2 separate regions of the Mus musculus genome follow, and region 1 is linked to region 2. Evidence: chromatin contacts called from public HiChIP or PLAC-seq data. All regions are on one chromosome and are shown on one strand. The core of a region is the stretch at or near the end of the contact, and the rest is flanking DNA. Distances in the headings are between cores, read along the strand shown.

Region 1 (3,239 bases), core at 527-3,026, 120 kb before region 2:
CTTAGAGAATTAGGAGCAGGAAGGCTCTAAAGCTCTTGACTTTCAGATGCAGTGGGAAAAATGGTACATGGCCCTATCCAGCTACCCAGTTACCTGAGGGAAGCTTGACTTATTATTCCACACCTTCAGGGCCCCTAACGATGCTAGCCCTGGGCTGGGACACAGGGACTGCTGGGCCCTGCTCCTCCTGTGACCCCACCTCAGATTTAGGAATCTGGGTCCTCAGCCTTCTCACCTGAAACTGGTACCCTGGTAGTACACAGCATTGAGTCTGCCATCTCCCAACATGCTGAGAGACCTAGTCTCTTTCTCCCCAGGATCCAGAAAAGGAAATGTTCAGATCCACAAGGCCCAGCTGCTGGGATTCCCAGCCCAGCCTTCTCATGAGCGAGAAGCTAGTGATCTCCCATACATACTGTGGGTGGGTTCCTCCCATCCTAGGGCCCAGCTCCTGACCAACTTAGGACTTCCAGCTTTCCCAGTCCACAGGGAGGGAGGCACCTCACTACATAGGAAGCCAGGACTTAGGCCCTGGGCTCCTTCAAACTCGACATTCAAGTTCCCAACTCTTTCCCACCTTGTATCTAAGAATTTGAGTCTCCAAGCCCCTCTTGGCTTTACACTGGTTCAGGTCCGCTATGCCCCCTGAAAAATCCATGAATCCCAACCTTTAGGAACACCCCAACTCCACAGTCACGTCCTCTGGACCACAGACCCAAAAGCTCCAGTGTTCCTTGGGCTTAGATGCACTAACTCCTTCCACTTTTAGATCTCAGGTCTCTCGGCCCTCGAAAACCTCCCTTCAAGACCCAGGAATCTTTCTCTGAGTGCCCTCTTCCCTAGATTGCAGAACCTGAAGCCTCCTTCCATCTTAAGAGTAGTCTCTTGTCCCTTCCCCCCAGGGCCTAGGACGCCTACTCCAGCCCCTTCACAAGGACACAGAAGTCACAGGCGCTTTTCCCAGGACCCAAGACTCCTCCACGTAACTCTTTTCCCGTCTGAAACGGAGTTTCGGGGCCCCATCCTCGCCTGCCCTTCTTGGTCAAGGGACCAACGCTGACGTTCTCACCCTTGTTGGCCACCTCCCAGGCCACCTCGAAAAGCACTGCGTTCTCGGGGTCGAATTCATCCTCCCAGTCTTCCAATCCTGGAAGCGAGGACACAGAGAGACTGCGGCTGAGAGGCATGGCTACTGCGGGCAGGGGACTTCGAGCACCAAAACTGGAAACCAGAGAGATCGGCTGGGAACGCAGCAGACTTGGTGACCGGTAGAGTTAGCGGGTGTCCCAGGGGAAGCTTGCAAGGCGCTCCGCTTCCTATTGCACGACCGCACCCCCGCCCCAGAGCGCTCCGACTCAGGTAGGGTGAGCTGAGACACTGAATCGGGCGGGCAGCTGCAGTGAAGCCTCGTGGCCGCCAGGAGGCACTGCCCACCCTGCTGGTCTAGCACGATTGGTCGGCGGCTGGGGGGCGGGGGCTATTGCGTCTACTTATTGGCGGATAGAATCCAGTTTCCTTGGCCAGAGGCTCCTGGGGAGCTGCGGGGGCGGGGCTTGTTTCTACGCAGCATGGAAGTGATTGGTGAACAGAGCTGTCAATCTCAGCTGTAGGCCCAATTTGGTGAGGAAGGTTGGACAGAGAGGGAAGGGATCGTGGAGGACGTGTGGTTGCTACAAAATGTGCTCAGAATTTTGCAATCGGACTTAGCAGTTGCAGGGCGGGGGGGAAGGAGGGGGGAGGAGGCTAGGTAAGAGGAGGAGGAGCAAGAGACGTCAGGAACCCACCCGGGATTCAGAACACCGGCTTTCCAATTTAGCCTCGCGGGCTGGGCGCGGCCTAGTGTACGCCCCCTACAGGAATTTTATATATCTTATGGGCCATAGAGATGACTGGATGACCGGGAGCCTAGAGAGGATAAAGACCGCGCTCCTAGCCGATTTCCGTTTCCGCTGAGGCATTGGCGGTTGGTGTGCATCATGGCAACCGTGGTAAGTGTTGGGTGCATGTGGAGGACCGACAATGACCCTTCTTAGAGAGTCTGAAGGAGGGAGCTGGAGAGGACTCTTGTATCTGAGGGAGGAGTGATAAGGAAGATGCCTGGTTTGACGGAGGAGGTCTGGGGAGTACTCCCGAGTCAGAGGGAGGATGCTGAGGACACCGAGTCTGAGCAATGGATACAGAGGAGAATGCATGTGTCTAAAGGAAGAGAGCAGAGGAGAATGCATGAATCTGACGGAAGGGGGCTGAGGAAGTCGCCAAGGAGGGCTTGGGAGGACACATGGATCTGTGGGAAGTGTTGGGAGGAGAGGATACCAGGGTCTGAGGGAAGCAGGCTGGTGTGTGCACCTTTGTGTTTGAGGTAGGCAGGCTAGAGCCTGAATCCCTAGATCGGAGGGACGATCACAGTGGATGAGGCCTGGTTTGGAGGAGGAGGAGGGCTAGGGAGGGTGCCTGGGCCTAATAGAAGAGGGCTGGACCTGGACTCCTGGATGTGGAGGAAGTGTATTGACCACTGAGGAAGGAGCTTCATTGTGGCTTTAGAAGCTAGTAGAGAAGGCAACAATGTATTCAGAATCCTAGATGTCAGGCATGGTAGTGAAAGCCTGCACTTGGGAGGCAGAGGCAGGTGGATCTCTGTGAGTCTGAGGATAGCCTGGTCTACAGAGCCAGTTCCAGGACAGCCAAGGGTTACACAGAGAAACAACAACAGAAAGAATCCTGGGTCTGATGGAAGAGTCATGTAGACACTCAGATTTCTCTGTGAATGAGTGACTAGCCAGAGCCTGGAGTGACAGAGTCGTGGTTCATCCCACAATGCGTTCTGGAAACTTCGTCTGCCTCTTGATGTAGTCAGTGACCAGTTCCAAAGTCTCATCCCAGTGTCCTGCGAGGTCTGAGACTGGTACCCTGGTCTTCTGGGGAAGATTAGTAAGTGGGAAGTTGTGTTGTGTGCTTGAGAGCACAGGTCACAGGAAAGTGTGTCCGAAGCCAGGAGTGTGACAGTGAGGAAGAGAAATAGAGTCTGGGTTCAGAGCATGGGGTCTTGTCCAGAGACTGTATTTTTCAGAACCTCACCTAGGGCACGTGTCTGTGCCATCGCACAGTTAGTTGAATGTTACAGTGAGCGAATAAAGCCCAGGAAGTGAGACCGGGCATATTGGGCCTGGCACTAGCTCCTCAGACTTCCCAGTGAAGAAATCTTGTGGCCTTGTGGTGTCCTTGATTCTGGGGTTGGGCCC
Region 2 (3,566 bases), core at 599-3,098:
ATGGTTCACTGGTTAAGGGCACAGGCTGCTCCTGCAGAGAAAGTTTAGATTCCTACCGCCCATAAGGCAGCTCACAGCCATCTGTAACTCCTTCTATGGGCTCTGGTGCCCTCTTCTTACCTATCTGGGCACCAGGCACGCCATGGCGTTAATCCCACGGGGTGAGAATAGGATTACTACCACAGTTTTTGAGCTGAATTTGGAACACTTTTGTTTTATAGATCTTTTAAGCACAATAATTTAAACTTAAAACATAATCTTAGCCCCCACAATGGTGCACAGACATGCCGGCAGGCGAAACACCCACACACAGTGAAAGAAAAATTGGCTGTTTCGTTTTCCTGGCTGAACCTGAGGAGGCTGCCTCTGACGACTGTGTCCCATGCTCTAACAGTTGAGACCCCATATGGACACTTGCTCTGTGCCCTGGTGGCAGACTCCAGCCCTTGTCAGGGTCTCTAATGTTCTCACATTCCACAGTCTCTTCTGACACAGAAGTGGTGGGGGGAGATGGACAGCACAACTCCCATCTGGGCCCTGCTTCTCGCCTTCTTCTGCCCGCCTCTCATCTACACCAACCTTATCGTCTTCAGGTCAGTGCCTTGGCTCCAGGCTCTGTCCCTCTCTCCTGCTCATTTCTCTCTGCCCTCTTACTTAGCCACCTGGCATGTCTCTTCCCTGAGAAGGGCACTCTTTCCCTTCTCTGGAGGGAATGTTCTGGAAGGTGGGGGTTGTTGTCCTGCCTTTGCGTTATCTCTCTATGCGATTTCTCTACTTTTTAGGCCATGGCTCTGGAGGAGGGCAACTCCCTTATCTCTCTGCACTGTTTGTGGTAAACTAAGTTTGGGTCTTTCTCAAGAACCCCTCTATTTCTTACTCTGTGTCCTGCCCCTCACGGCAGGAAGTCAGAGGAGGAGCCCACACAGAAGGATCTTGACTTTGATATGGACAGCAGCATCAATGGAGCAGGTCCTCCTGGGTGAGTGACAGTCCAGCATTGTGGGAGGAGGGGGGAGGGCGCCATCATGGACAGTTTCAGGATCTTGCCAACTCCCACTTCCATCAGGCACTGTAGCAAGTCCTGAACTAGGGGAGCAATGGGCTTTTAGGAGTTGCTGGTCTCACTGAACCACAGAAGATGCCGAGGTAAGTTCTAGAAGGCCATGCTCAAGGACTGACTTAAAATTTGGTCCTTGGAGCCAACGAGATGGCTCTGCAGGTAAATCTACTCAAGTGGAAGGACCTGAGTTCAAGAGAGAAACAATTCTTTTTCTAGGATATAACTACACTGTAGTTGTCTTCAGACACACACTAGAAGAGGGCATCGGATCCCATTACAGATGGTTGTGAGCCACCATGTGGTTGCTGGGAATTGAACCCAGGACCTCTGGAAGCACAGTCAGTGCTCTTAACTGCTGGGCCTCTCTCCAGCCCTGGAGAAACAATTCTTAAATGCTCCTGACTTCCACCTTTCTTAGTTCACCCATTGGAGTGCAGAGCGCCAGGGGCAGAAGGATGATGTCATCACAAGAACTTAGTTTGGGTTGGGCGACCTGCGCTCCCTTGCTGTTGGTTACTTAGTATTTATTCACTTTTCTATTATGTTTCTGTCCCTGGGGCTCTTGCCCTGTCACTATGTTGCAGTCCCCATGGAGATCTTTTAAAGACCAGGCTCAATACGTATAGTTGCTAAGTATTTGTCTAAGCTCCTCATAGCCCTAGGTTCCATCCCAGGCCAAACAACACAAAACCTACAGGAAACCTCGGGGAGTCAGCCAGTTAGGTGCCTAGCGCACAAGCATAAAGAGCTGAGTTCAGACTCCCAGCCTCTGTAATAAAATCTAAGGTGTGGCAACGCATGCCTGCACTAGTGCTGCTAGACAGAGAAGGAAGGGTCCCTGGGGTGTTGTGGGCCAGTCGGGATAGCCGAATCAGCAAGTCCTGTGTTTAAAAATAAGAGTGAAAACGACTGAAGGAGACATCAAACCCCAACCTCTCACGTCTTAGTCTGGCTGATAAAACGATTTTGAAATGGACTCAGAAGGAAGCTTGGGACCCTTTTATTAGATGCTGAGAGAAAAGGAACAGAGCAGGCGACTATGAAGAGGAAGGGAGGAAGCCACTCCTTTTGCTGGGGAGGTTAGAAAACAGTAGCATGCTGGTGAGAAGGGACGGGTGGCCCAGAGCACCAAGGAAATTAAGTCTAGGCTTTGGGAAGAATCCAAAACAAACAAAGACAAAGAAACGGAGAAGGAAAGATTGTTTTTCTGAGTTAGGAGTCAGAAAATCGGGCAGGTTGCATGTGGAGGAGTAGGATTGCGGTCTCCAGGGAAACAAAAGTAAACTGTATCGTATTGTATCATTTAGGAGATAATTAATCTTTCCCTCTCCTTCAAGTGACTCAGACTCCCTGGGGCAGAGAAAGACTCTGGGACAAGTGACTGGCAAGCTGTGCTGGTTTAACCCTTTAGACACTTTAAAAGATTTTATTTTTAATTATGTGTGTACATGTGGATTTGTGTGTTGTAGGGTCTATGCATGTGGTTGCCCTCTGAGACCAGGACTGGGAATTGTCACACACACACACACACACACACACACACACACACACACACACACACACACACACCATGACAAACCAACCAACCAACCCCCACAGCTGCCAAACGGAATAAGAGACAGCTTATTCTCGAGCCAGATGTGAGTGACCTAAGTGTGGAAACACGGGGCTAAGTTAGTTCTATGTCCCAACGTGGAAACTGTTTCATGGAGTTTTTATAGTAACAGAACAAAGAAAGTTATAAATCAAAGCACTTAAAAATACAGTGGTAGAAATATTAAGTGAGCAGACAGGGCAGGCAGGAGAATCGCAGCCTTGGGCTCAGATCCTATCTTACTGCATTCTTAGGTGTCTTTAGGGTTTTGTGACATTAGTACATTGCAAAAATTTGTATCTGTTTATCAAGATGTTAGCTATGAGACTGAGGTAGGCTGGAGGTTAAAGAGAGCTCAAAAGAAAATAAACTATCTGATAGTAAAGATAGCTCAAAAGAAATTAGACTATCTGATACTAACAACCAGGTTCTGCAGTCTCTGAAGTCTTTATCAGTTGATCAGCCTCTGCAGACAGTGTCTTTCTAGGAATTCCCAGTGACAGAGTCAAACCCGATCCAGTGCTCAGAACTGCTGGATCAATTCTTCAGCCCCTTAAAGTTTTTCTAAATTAGATTTTATTTTGTTATTTGTACATTGTTTTTTGAGGGTGTGTATGCTGCCCGCAAGGGTGTGGAGTCCAGAGGACAAGTTGTAGAAGCCGGTTCCCTCCTTTCACCTTGGCGACCAAGGTCATGTGGCAGACGCCTGTGTTTGCTGAGTCTCCTCCTTCCTGGGTCATAAGAGGAGGCAACGATGCTATGTGATGTTTGGAGTAGTTTAGAATGTCCTGTCTCCATGCAAGGCCAGATGAAGATCGTTGGGAGCACAAGGGTCCTGACACCCACAGATCATCAGGGAAGCTAGGAATGTTATACACACGGGGGCCCTCTTCTCAGTGGAGGAGAGAAAAT

The links. HiChIP or PLAC-seq counts read pairs in DNA pulled down with a chosen protein or histone mark.
Region 1: an HNF4G HiChIP or PLAC-seq map of pancreatic cancer cells shows a contact between it and region 2. The contact joins the promoter of Ruvbl2 here to the enhancer-like site in region 2. A contact is called at or near these places in 21 of 39 promoter capture datasets (the 3T3-L1 cell line, the C10 cell line, the HPC-7 cell line and 15 more), 6 of 15 datasets of contacts at CTCF or cohesin (CD8 T cells, the NIH/3T3 cell line, embryonic stem cells and 2 more), 50 of 484 Hi-C or Micro-C datasets (B cells, the Ba/F3 cell line, the G1E-ER4 cell line and 22 more), 35 of 115 datasets of contacts at active chromatin or transcription factors (the 230-238 cell line, CD8 T cells, the SCID.adh cell line and 18 more) and 4 of 9 other capture datasets (adipose tissue, embryonic stem cells, liver and 1 more).

The regions. Positions count from the first base shown.
Region 1 is chr7:45,433,001-45,436,239 of GRCm38.p6, reverse strand. Ruvbl2 (RuvB-like protein 2) reads left to right here and starts at 1,776. Exons shown (of 15, transcript NM_011304.3): 1 at 1,776-1,988. The coding sequence starts at 1,977. It overlaps Gys1 (glycogen synthase 1, muscle), which reads right to left and starts at 1,401. Exons shown (of 16, transcript NM_030678.3): 1 at 1,070-1,401. The coding sequence starts at 1,187.
Region 2 is chr7:45,312,008-45,315,573 of GRCm38.p6, reverse strand. Trpm4 (transient receptor potential cation channel, subfamily M, member 4) reads left to right here. Exons shown (of 25, transcript NM_175130.4): 15 at 481-593; 16 at 902-979. Among named protein-coding and RNA genes, the nearest start is that of Gm39006, 11 kb to the right of the region's middle. Within about 2 kb of position 1,848, at least 72 of the 459 cell types and tissues checked have an H3K27ac peak or open chromatin away from gene starts, as enhancers often do. A contact at or near this core is called in the 230-238 cell line, the G1E-ER4 cell line, the HL-1 cell line and 14 more, where this site is marked.